Linked DNA regions of Mus musculus: regions 1, 2 and 4 are each linked to region 3. Evidence: chromatin contacts called from public promoter capture Hi-C data. All regions are on one chromosome and are shown on one strand. Each heading gives the region's core, a stretch centred on a gene start, on an enhancer-like site or on the middle of the called end of the contact. The rest is flanking DNA. Distances are from core to core; before and after follow the strand shown. Region 1 holds the start of Ppp4r1 (protein phosphatase 4, regulatory subunit 1). Region 2 overlaps Vapa (vesicle-associated membrane protein, associated protein A). Region 3 holds the start of Fer (fer (fms/fps related) protein kinase). Region 4 holds the start of Txndc2 (thioredoxin domain containing 2 (spermatozoa)).

Evidence for each region. Promoter capture Hi-C pulls out the DNA fragments that hold promoters and counts their contacts.
Region 1: a contact with region 3 is called in a promoter capture Hi-C map of pre-B cells, with 3 times the contacts expected there. The contact joins the promoter of Ppp4r1 here to the promoter of Fer in region 3. A contact is called at or near these places in 7 of 39 promoter capture datasets (the 3T3-L1 cell line, 3T3-L1-derived adipocytes, cranial neural crest and 3 more) and 2 of 115 datasets of contacts at active chromatin or transcription factors (the NIH/3T3 cell line and astrocytes).
Region 2: a promoter capture Hi-C map of liver shows a contact between it and region 3, with 2.6 times the contacts expected there. The contact joins the enhancer-like site here to the promoter of Fer in region 3. A contact is called at or near these places in 6 of 39 promoter capture datasets (the 3T3-L1 cell line, cranial neural crest, hippocampal neurons and 3 more), 2 of 115 datasets of contacts at active chromatin or transcription factors (astrocytes and embryonic forebrain) and 2 of 9 other capture datasets (adipose tissue and liver).
Region 4: a contact with region 3 is called in a promoter capture Hi-C map of the SN4741 cell line, with 5 times the contacts expected there. The contact joins the promoter of Txndc2 here to the promoter of Fer in region 3. A contact is called at or near these places in 2 of 39 promoter capture datasets (the 3T3-L1 cell line and the SN4741 cell line).

The regions. Positions count from the first base shown.
Region 1 is chr17:65,781,948-65,784,647 of GRCm38.p6, forward strand. Ppp4r1 (protein phosphatase 4, regulatory subunit 1) reads left to right here and starts at 1,408. Exons shown (of 20, transcript NM_001114131.1): 1 at 1,408-1,502; 2 at 1,677-1,721. The coding sequence starts at 1,496.
Region 2 is chr17:65,593,459-65,596,158 of GRCm38.p6, forward strand. Vapa (vesicle-associated membrane protein, associated protein A) reads right to left here. Exons shown (of 6, transcript NM_013933.3): 2 at 1,444-1,596; 3 at 1-85. Among named protein-coding and RNA genes, the nearest start is that of Vapa, 19 kb to the right of the region's middle. Within about 2 kb of position 1,448, at least 3 of the 459 cell types and tissues checked have an H3K27ac peak or open chromatin away from gene starts, as enhancers often do. A contact at or near this core is called in liver, where this site is marked.
Region 3 is chr17:63,862,584-63,865,283 of GRCm38.p6, forward strand. It overlaps Fer (fer (fms/fps related) protein kinase), which reads left to right and starts at 1,398. Exons shown (of 19, transcript NM_001037997.3): 1 at 1,398-1,472.
Region 4 is chr17:65,640,907-65,643,606 of GRCm38.p6, forward strand. Txndc2 (thioredoxin domain containing 2 (spermatozoa)) reads right to left here and starts at 1,298. Exons shown (of 3, transcript NM_001146002.1): 1 at 1,071-1,298. The coding sequence starts at 1,075. It overlaps Gm35477 (a long non-coding RNA gene), which reads left to right and starts at 1,404. Exons shown (of 5, transcript XR_003952220.1): 1 at 1,404-1,473; 2 at 1,558-2,087; 3 at 2,322-2,434; 4 at 2,546-2,638.

The DNA.
Region 1 (2,700 bases), core at 158-2,657, 1.9 Mb after region 3:
ATAGTTTCTGCCATTTGGGATTCCGGAGACTTTCCAGAGGGTATGTAAATACTAGGGCGGGAGAGATTGGTTGCTGTTTGTTAAGTAGTTGTGAGTAAAGAAACAGGAAGAAGAAATTAGATATACCTGACTACGAAGATCAAGCTTGCTCCAAGAAGCTCATCAACCCTCATCAGCAGGAAGTAGTCCAATATATAATGATGGCCCCTTCCACCCCTACCCTTTTTTAGTATTAGGGAGTTGAAAGGGTGAAAGAAGAGGGGTGGAAGAAAGAACACACAAAGTAGCCAAAGACCACCTACAACTTGTTCTGATTCCCCGTGTTTTAAAATGCCAATATGTTGCCTTGAATTAGGACTATGGTGCAGAAAGGAACAAGCTGAACCTTTAAAATCCTCCTTTTTTCATATCAGACTCAAAAACGGGCATCATGTATGAGACTCATTTTACGGGCGACCATTCTGGAGACCTCACTGATGTTGGATTTAGACCTAAGACTCACAGAAATGGGACGGCGAACTGGAGTCAGAAAAATCTGGATTTTGCCCTACTTTGCCTGGGGAACCTACAAGAACCGTTTAACTCTCTTCAAACAAAGGGACCAGTAAGATGTGTGATAGTTCACTCGAGAAAAGCGCTGCCAATCCCAGGCACCCGGCGACCGGACTCCCGAGGTAGCAAGCACGGTGCTGGATTCCTGACAGTCTGCCATTCCCCGGAGAGGCGGAGGGGGCAGGTATCCTCGGCGATCCTCCCTGCGGTCACAAGGCTAAGAACCGCGGAGTGACTGGACTCGGCCTGGCCCGCGCGCCCGGGCCGCTCAGGGTCAGCTCGGGCGGGCGCCAGGGGAGCGCGCGGGCTCGGAAGCCGGTGCCGGGGCTTTAACGTGCCGCGCCGCACGGGAAGGCAGGCCGGCTGGGCCGGCGGAACTTTTGTCATTCAAACCGTCGTCCGGCCCGGGGCCTGGGCTTTGTTCAGTCACTCGCGAGGCCTGGGCGCGCGGGCGGAGGCGGCGCTTCCTCCACTCGGAGGCGGGAGGCTCGGCCGCGGACCGCCGGCGACGCACGAGCAGGTCTGGGAGGGGCGCGGGCGACGAGCGGCGCGCGGCGGAGCGGGCGGCGGCCAGCGGTGGGCGAGGCCGGTGACCCAACAGAGCTGCGGGCCGCGGGGACCCCGCCCGCCCGGCTCGGGCACACGCCGCAGGTCCCCCGGCGGGCAGCTCGTGCCGCGCTCCGCACGCTCGGCGCCAGGGCGCCTCTAGCCACGGGTGGGAGCGCGCCTCGGGGCCGGGCCGGCCGGGCGCGGGAGGCGGGCGGCGGGCAGCGGGCGGCGGGCGGCGCGCGGGCGGGCGGGCGTACGGGAGCCGCCGCCGCAGGCCCGGGCCTCGGCCCGCCCCGCGCGCGCCCCCGCCGGCCCGCGCGCGCCCACCGGCTCTCTACTTGAGCGGCTCGCGGAGCGGGATCCCGGGAGACGAGGAGGCGGGGGCGAGCACAAGATGGCGGGTACGTGGCCCCAGTTCCCCGGGCGGCGGCGGCGGCGACGGCGGCGGCTCCCCGCGCTCGGCAGTGCCCGGGAGAGGCCGGCGCGGGGAGGCGCCGCCGGGCGGGCGGCGGGCGGCTGGGGCGCGGCGCCGGCCCGGGACGCTGACCCGGCCTTTCTTCTCTCCCCCGGCGCAGACCTCTCCCTGCTCCAGGAGGACCTGCCGGAGGACGCGGACGGACGTGAGTGGCGGGTGGCCTGGCAGCCCCGGAGGGCGGCGGGCGAGCGGGCGGACTCGGGACCCCGCCGCGCTGGGGAGCACCCGCGTGGTCGGACCTCGGCCGCCGCCCGCAGGCTCGGGCCGCGGGGCGGCTGTTGGGGAAGCAGAAGCCCGTGGGGCGGAGGCCGGAGAGGGGACATGGGTGTGTTTTTCCTGAGTGTCTTCCGCACCCTCGCCCCGATGAAGGAGGCGGCGGGTGCCGGGAGGTGTTTCCGCAAGGCTCGGGGGGCTGTGCGGCGTGCGGTGCTCGGCCCGCCCTCGGGGGTTCCCTCGCCCTAGTGTGTGCTGGTTACATACCTGTGTTGTACTTGACCTCTGAGCCGTTTCGGGTCCCCACCACCACCACTCACTCACACATTTGATTTCCGATTTTCGGGGAGGTTAGTAGGTGTGACCTTGGCAGGATGCAGTGACTAGGTTCAGAGAGCAGCTTTTTAAAATTGGGAGTGTTCAAAGCTCATTCTGGTACTTAAATGCTAAAATTGCAGGTTTCCGTTGAGATATTAAAGTTTTTAAAGAGTTGACTCTTTTTGTACATTAAAAAACAAAAAACAAAACCCAGTCAGCTTGTGGACATTGTTTCCATGTGGTGAAGGAAATGAGTTATTTAGAAAGATATCTTTCATTTTGAGTGTGTTTTGTGTTTTTCTAAGCTTCAGAAAATAATGGTGGTTGGAGACAGAAAAGACTATGACTTAGCTAACTTTATATGGGAAGAAGTTGTGAATTACACTTAAGTAGAAATGCTTTCTACTCGTGTTAATGTTTGCAGATAGAGTGACTGGTGGAAAATGCATTTTAGGAATAAAGTGTGCACAAAATGTTATTAAGTGTAGTTCATGGGAGATCTGAAACCAAGAAATATGCAGAGTTGAGCTGGTTGCTGTGATACAAGAGCTGTCTGGTGAGGGGAGAGAGCCTGCCTGGACTGGGGAGTGTGA
Region 2 (2,700 bases), core at 198-2,697, 1.7 Mb after region 3:
ATGTTTGGTGGAGCAAAAATTGTCTGTACCATGAACTTATGTTTACTCTTTTCATTCGGATCATAATCAAAGGGTTGCAGCATTACTAAATAAACAGAGAAAGCACACTGTCATCTACAGTTTACGTCCTATTTAATACCACCACACTAACACACAAACTTAATGCATACCAAGATGGGTTCAAAAACTTAAATTATCCTCAAGAGGCACAAGCAGCCTTTTAACTTTCAATTATTATTAAATTCATTTTGTGTTGATTTTAATTTAGATAACTTAGACACTTTTAATATAACTTATTTTTAAACTGGATTTTAAACAATTACTCAGAATGTGTTCATTTGTTTAAATCTAATTTTAAGAAAACAAAGGATAACTGATTGGTCTTTAGACTTTATTCCCAGATCCCAATAGCATTCACTTTTACGTCTCCAGACCTGAGTTGCCTGTACCAAGTTTTAAGGCTCCAGTTCAATTTATGTTACGTAAATCCAAGATGAGGTGATAAACAAATCAGTAATTACTAATGTATATTGGATACATTTACAGTCAGGTTCTACTTCTAAACAGTCTCACTGAGCCTTAAATAACTTACTATTTTAATATTCTATAAACTTGAAAATAAAAGCTGTAGTTATCTTAAAATTTAGGGATCACCTAAGTTATCAGGTCACCAAGAATTTTAATACACACATTTCTAACTCCATGATCTGTAATGACATAATCCATTTTTCCTGAGCCTTTTGTAATTAACAAATGCAGGAGTTGAAAGCTATTGTTTTTTTTGTTTTGTTTTTTTTTAAAAAAAAAAAAAAAGGAGTAAGTCTGTGTGAGCACAGAGAGGTTTTCCCACAAGTTAAAGTCTCATGGAGCCACACATGCTGTCAGACCTGCCACCTATGGCACGTGTTACAAAGTACTGTCTCCTTGGAAAGGCTGTCTAAGAAAGGAACATTTGGATAGCACAGTAGATCTCACAGCAGGAATACGTGATGTGTATGGAAGGAACTACTGTAAGCAATAAACAAGGAACAAGACACTGTTGTCATTTACACTGAAAGGAATAAAAACTCATCTGATTTTAAAAGTAGGCCCAAAACAGGCATTTTTTTTTTAAGACTCAAACGCTTCTGTAGATGCACAGAACATGATTTAATCACAAAACAGTGCCATTTCAAAGATAAATAAGAACACAAGCTACAGTGGAAAGCTGTGGAAATACAGAATAGATAACATTTCAAATTGACCCTAGGCAATCATACACTCCCACGTAAGTCTCGAGGAGGAAAGGTTCAATAAAATGTCTGTACGGTAAGATACCCAAGGAACATCTTTACACAAACACTGAAGCCAAATAATAAACAGATAAAAACACTAAACATCAAATGCAACAGTCATGAAATGTCAATATTCAAACCTACAAAGGTCTAGGACATGGAGTACTACCTGAAACAGTCACAATTGACCCCGGGTCAATAATCCCACTGTTGGGCCGCACACAGTACCGGCGAGGTGCTGTAGTCTTCACTTTGAAACACACTTTTCTATCCGATGGATTTTGCAATTTAAGATTTGTAGTGACTACATCTGTGAAGGGGCCTGAAAGGTAAGGGGCAGACAGAGAAAAGATTAACTGGAGTCACAACAAAAGCATAATTCAAGATTAAGTTAATATAATCTCAATCCCACTTTTCTAAAGAAAACAAAAATTGTCTCTCTTTTTTTTCAACTTTTGATGATTTCATCCATAAAATAACTATGATTTTTGTTCTTTAATTTTGGTTACATTTATCATGTTTGTGTTGCACATATGAACATGTACATGTCACAGTACGTATGTGGAGATCAGAAGACAACTTTTTACAACTGGTGCCCTCCTTTCGTTATGTGGGGTCCAAAAATCCAACTCCAGTCCTCAGGCTTAGCAACAAGGATCTCCATCCAATGAGCCATCTTGTCAGCCAAACTGTACTCATATAGCATGTTCATAACACATCACATGACTGACACAAGTCCCCCAGTGGTCTTCACCAGTGCTAATCTTTACGTTCACAGGCCAACTACAAAACTAAAACCTGACAGTACTCACTTGTCTCAATTCATTCATGCACGTGTATTAAGTACTTATGAGTGGTATGTCATATGCTCTATCTAAATACGAAGTCTTGTCTTAAAGCTTTAATTCTGTACTCAACAAAACGAATTCAAAAAGCTGACCCAGCTCTACTTAACCAGTATATCCTCAGTTTTTTGTTTTGTTTTTAAAACGGGCTGTGAGATGTGAAGATAAACTTATTTGGTTTCATCTGAAAAGCCAAAACAGATTATACAGTCTAAGTTTCACAGCAAGAATTTCTTGTTGATTTTGAAGGCATTTTAATTGTTTTAATGGTCTTGTAATGGTTTTCTTGTTTAATGGTTTTAAATGGCCTTTTAAACATCTATTTTATGCTTTTGCTTTTTATTTGTCAAAGGAGTGATATTGATGATCTTAACTAGAGCACTAAGAAGACTACTGGAGCATGGCTACAGTCCCACATTCAACCACCAGCACCAAAAAGGGAGGGAAAAGTCAAGAAGCCTGAAGGAAAAGACATTATAAAAGCCTTCCTATTTTTATCTAGCCTTTTTCATTCCCTTATTTGTCACTTAGACTGTATGTCTACATGCACAGCATCATCAGGATCAATGCTTTCCTACCAT
Region 3 (2,700 bases), core at 148-2,647:
GTGAACTTCTGCTATCTGTGAACTTAGAAAAACACCGACTCCCAGGTTTGTTAGTGGCTTCCCATAGCCTGGCTGAGGTTCATCTAAGGTTTCAAGTGCTCTAACAACGATTCACAACTCTTGTGCATTCCACGTTCTTGAAAAAGATATTCCTGGACCATAAATCTGACAAGAGAACTTTATAATTGTTTTCTGAGAAAAAGGGGGAGAGACTCTCATCCATTTTCAACTGTAAGATATCTGTGTCCTTAAAGTATGTTTTGGTTTCTTGGTCTTTGAAACTGACTTAAGTGAATAACCATTTAGAATTTTAAAAAGTATTAATTCTTCTTTGGCTCTAATCTAACTCAAAGGTTTAAGGGTGGGAGGGGAAATGGAGCTGTCAGACTTGTTGCAGGCGACGAATGTGAATGTGGCTGAGCTCACGTACAAGAGGACACTGCCTTAAAAAGCGTGCTACAGCAATCCCGAGAGTGACGCTCCATGAACACCTATCACAGAGCTCCAGATCACCTACTAAGATCTGTTCAGGTCCACCTTACTCCTGTTTTGTACCAAATTGGCAAAGGAGCGCTTCGGAAAACAGCCCTCACTGGAAGAACACATCAGTTTAGGCCCTCGCTTTCTAGACTTTCCTAGAGGTAAGTACTTTCGAGGGGACCGCTCCCAGGACTCGCGGCTCTCTTTGCAGAGCATCCTCATGTTTCCAGAGAATGTCAGCTCGTTAGCGTCTGACACTGCAGGCACAGGAGCGGGAAAGGCAGTTCTGAGCACACCGCAGAAACGCAAAGCCGATTTAAAGGAATCCACGTTACAGCACACGCAAGCAGAGCGCGGGAAGGTAGAGTTCGCTGCACAGCCAGCTCGGGGTGGGAAGGAGAGCCGGCCCTCGCCGGTCCCCCGCGGGCGCTCCACGTTTCGTCACACCTCCTTTCCGGCAGGGCCGCGGGGCTGACCCTTCCGGGCGGCCTCAGCTTATCACCCGGACAGGCTACTTCCCGGCTTTGGCCCCGCGAGTCTCCGGAGTTTCCTGTCAGGCTCCCTCGGTCTCCGCGCCCATCCCACCGCTCAGGCCGACGGCTGGGCTCGGAGAAGCGGGATCTTCTACGCGAGAGACCGCAAGAACAAGCTTCGACGGGAAACAGCACGCAGGGCGGTGGCCACGGCCCACGCCTCCTCACGCCCGCAACTCCAGCCTCCGCCCACTCGCTGAGCTCCGCCCCTCGCGGGTCCGAGCCAATGGGCCGCGCCCGCCTCCTGGGAGGTTGTAGAAGAGGGGGTTGGGGCCGGTGGCAGCGCCCGCCCCTTGCTCCTTCTCATTGGCTAAACTCTCGGGGTGCCCGGAGACCGGAGTGTAGCGGGATTGGCTGTCGAGCCTCGCAACGGTGGCGCCTATTGGCTGGAGCAGTCCCCGTGACGCCGGGTGGCGACTGGCTCCCGGGTCTGAGGGGCTTCTGCTTGTCAGGTTCTAGGTAGGTGCGTTTCACGCCGCCGTCCGTAGGCACCGTTGCCCGGGGCAACGCCCCGGGAGGTGGGAAGGAGGCCGGAAGGCGAGCGCAGCGCGGGGGTAACCGTTCCCGCCTGCAGGGGGGCGCCGGGCTTTTGGCCCAGCGGACGCGGGCTGTGCGGAGGCGCTTCCTCTGCCCTCAGCCAGCTCGGTCCCCTGCCGGGGCTGCGGGGTCACACTCGCCTCATCCTACCCGCGCGACGGAACGTTCCGGGTTGGGCTTGGGTCCGGGCTGCTCACCCGGCCCGCCAGGCCCGCCCCTCCTACCCGCCCGGGACCCGGAGGCTGAGGGGGCGGTGCCGGCCGTGGCGGGCGCTTGGCCCCGCCCCGTCGCGGGTCGCGGGTGTGCGGGGCGTGGGGCGGGGTTGGGAGCTGCTGCGGTGGGGAGCCCGCACCCTTTCCCTTCTTGCGCTCCTCCGACGCTCGCCCACGGTGCCCACACCCCTTCTGGTCTCCTCACCCGTCGCCGCCCTCTCCTGTGGCACCCAGCCCCGAGAGTTCCCGCAGCCCCTTTCATCAGGACCCTCTGACCCTGTGTCGCCTCGCTTCAGCTTCACGTCCCACTGCCCCTTTGGTTCAGGGCAGCCTTTCAGAAGTCCGGCCCAGGGAGACTTCTGGAGGCATCTGGACTTGTCAGGGGTGATTTTTTCCCTAAGGGCTTTTTAGGGGTCTGAGGTATTTGGAGGCACCTTTGTGTCTTCCTTGGACTCCTCTTAAGATCAGCCCTCCGAAAGGAGTTCATGAGATTAGTTTTGGTAAGAGCTAGGGCTCCTTTGAACAATTAAGTTTCCATGAGGTGGTCGCTTGGAACTCTGTGCATTTGTGATTTTTGTTGGGCATGCCATTGCAATTTCAGTTTGTTCGGGCAGCCTTTCATTTTCAATATCTTATGACGTAAGAGCAATGAGGCTTTTGATACTTTTACTTCGGAAGAAGCTGTATATATTCACAATGGTCTCACGGTCACCCTAACATATGCTACTCCAACATGTACAGGAGTTTTCAGGCATTTTTCAGAAAGAACCTTCTCAACCTGAAGTCACCGTATATAAACGTCTGATGTCAGAGAATCTAAAGATAAGGCCCACAGTATTTTAGTGGTTAACATCTAAAAAATACTTTGCAGTCCATCTGTGAAATAAGAACAGGTTTAAAGGAAAAGTATTGCAAAATACATGGTGTGGTTTAGGGAC
Region 4 (2,700 bases), core at 48-2,547, 1.8 Mb after region 3:
GAGAAGTATCACATGATAGCAAATATGTATCTCCTGCTGGACTGTCTTTTCCCTCCTCCATAAGCCCTCCTCATGTGTCACCATCCTCCTACCTTCTGCCTTGTGGCTAGTCCCAGTTGGATCAGCCATGTGTACCTCACTAGGCATAACTACAACCGAATTACCTTTCCACAGGCTGGGGTGAAGCTCAATCGTATAACTTGCCTAGCACTAGGTTCCATCTTTAGCAACACAAAGCGCATGCTTGCTCTTGTACATGTGCATGCACACGCACATACACATATGCACATGCGCATGGACACACACACACTCCTCCTGTAAGTGCAGACTACTCATGTGCAAGTAAGCATGCTCATGTGTGGGTACACACATATGCTCCTGGGCACGCATGTGTGCGCACACACACCTTTCAGAAAGAGTTCTGTTATCTTTTTCGAGGTCGCTTGCTTGCTTTCCGAATTTACTCTGCCTAGCCATCCAGTCCCAAGAATATATGTGAAAATTGAAGTTTTGCATTTAAGGCAAAGTTTTAAATTATTTTATGTTTATGGGTTTTTGTTTACAGGTCTGTCTGTAGGCACCACTTACATGCCCGGTGTCCAAAGAGGCCATAAAAGAGCATCAGATCCCCCAAAACTGGAGTTACGGACAGTTGCGAGCTGTCATGTGGGTGCTGGGAATCAAACCTGGGTTCTCCAGAAGAGCAGCCAGGTGCTCTTAACCATTGAGCCATCTCTCCAGCCCAAGGTCTGCATTCTTAACAGAGATGTATTTCTATGTTTCTTTTACCACACTATATACTAACAGTCAAAATGAAAGAGGTTGTCTAGACAGTGGCATGTCCATGTTGTCTATAGAAGCTTTGAGACATTGACTAGAAGCGACGTAATCATCTGGGCTTGGATAGCAAACATATTCTACTAAGGGAAAAAGGGATGCTGGTATCAGCCCATGCATTTCTTTCCTAATAGAATATACATTCTCTGTTCCTTCCTCCCCAGTCTTGATCATACCCACCCACTTCCCCTTTCCCTCCTCCTCATGTAATCTCAACACATTTCCCTCCTCACTCCATGTCCGTCTCTTTTCTGCAGCCCACTGAGTCCGATTAGCGCTGTCGGTTGGAACGCTGGCTGGTCTTGCTGGTTTGATCTTGTGTGGCGGCTGTGAGTCCGTGAGTGCCACAGCCAGGAGACAGCATCTCACAGCATTCCTTCCCCTATCACGTGCATCCTTCTTCTCCTCTCTTCTAGGATGGTCCCAGGAGCCTTGTAGAGGAGGGTTGATATAGGCGTTTCATTTAGGGCTGAGTGCTTCTCAACCCTTTCACAATTGTTGGTGTCATAGAAGGGATATTGTTACACGGGGCTTCATTCCTTGGATGTGGGCTTTACAAGGCAGCAAAGGATGATGACATTGTGATGTCAATGAGGCTTCCCAGATGAGAGGAAGGGACAATTTCTCTTCCACGCTGTGAGTGGGGAAGCCAGAGGGTAGGCACATATCCGGTCTCAAGCTAGAAGCATCAGTGTAGATGTTGGCTTCATGTGCCCACAGGAAACCTGAAAGCTGAAAGTCATGCTCTGATGTTCTCACTGAGGAGTCTCCAGGAAGATCCACATCCACAATGGATGCCATAGCCTATTCAGGATTTGTCCCAGCAGAGAAGTGAGTGCAGGCCCAAGACAGTGGGGTAGGGGACACAAGCCTGCAGGGGAAATGCTAAGGATCTGTCCGTCCTACGCATACCCGAGTGAGGCTGGGAACAATTAGACTAATGGACCATGGAGGCCTACAGATGGCAAAGCAGCCTGTCTGCTGGGAAAGGGGATATGGTCAGAGGCAAGAATCACTGTATTAGAAAGAGGACAGTGTCTTCTGGTACATCAAGGGATTGCTTGTGCTTCTCAGCCCAGGGCCAAACAAAGCCAGGCCACACTTCACAAGGGAAACCAGCAAGAGGTCAGAGAGCCTGGCACAGTGAATCCATAGAGCTCTGTGTACCCACCTGCGTGGGAGAGGGAGGAACCTGAAACACAAGGCTGTCGCTACAGCAAAGAGAGCCCTGGGTGCTGAAATTCTAACAGGTTCGTTTAATTTGTCATGCCTGCTTCTCTGAGCTCCTTCTTAATCCCATTGAGGAAAGGCTCAAGGGGAAGATTTAGATTCATTAAAAAAAAAAAAAAAGCGTTTGAAGCTGCACTAAATCCAACTGTCTTAGCGAGAGCGAGGAAATCGGCCTCTGCTGTGGCTGCTGCCTGGATCTTGGTCATGTGTTAGCTTGGCAGAGCTCTGCTGGTGTTTTCCTTTTCCTCTCGCAGCTGATGGATTTCAAGACACTCGAAACACTAATGGTGCTGAAGAATTTCCATTCCACTCGTGGTGTGTTTGCCTTCTGCACAGGCATGTCTCCCAGTCGCCCAGGAACCCTTCTGTGAGTCAGGGTGTGTCTTACTTAGGAAGCAAATAACCAGCTATTTTAAGCACAAGAAGGTTTAGGCAGTTATGAAATAGCCTGAAAGGATCTTATTTGGTCTCCAAACAGTGTGCAGTATGGCAGAACAGACCTACCCATGGGGCTGCCGCCGCCAAGACTCCAGGAAGACTGGGGGAGGAGGCTGCCACGACCACCACCAAGGTGGGCTTCAAGCACTTTCTGCCAGAGATGCAATCCCAGAGGGGGGGGCCTCTGGATTTCCT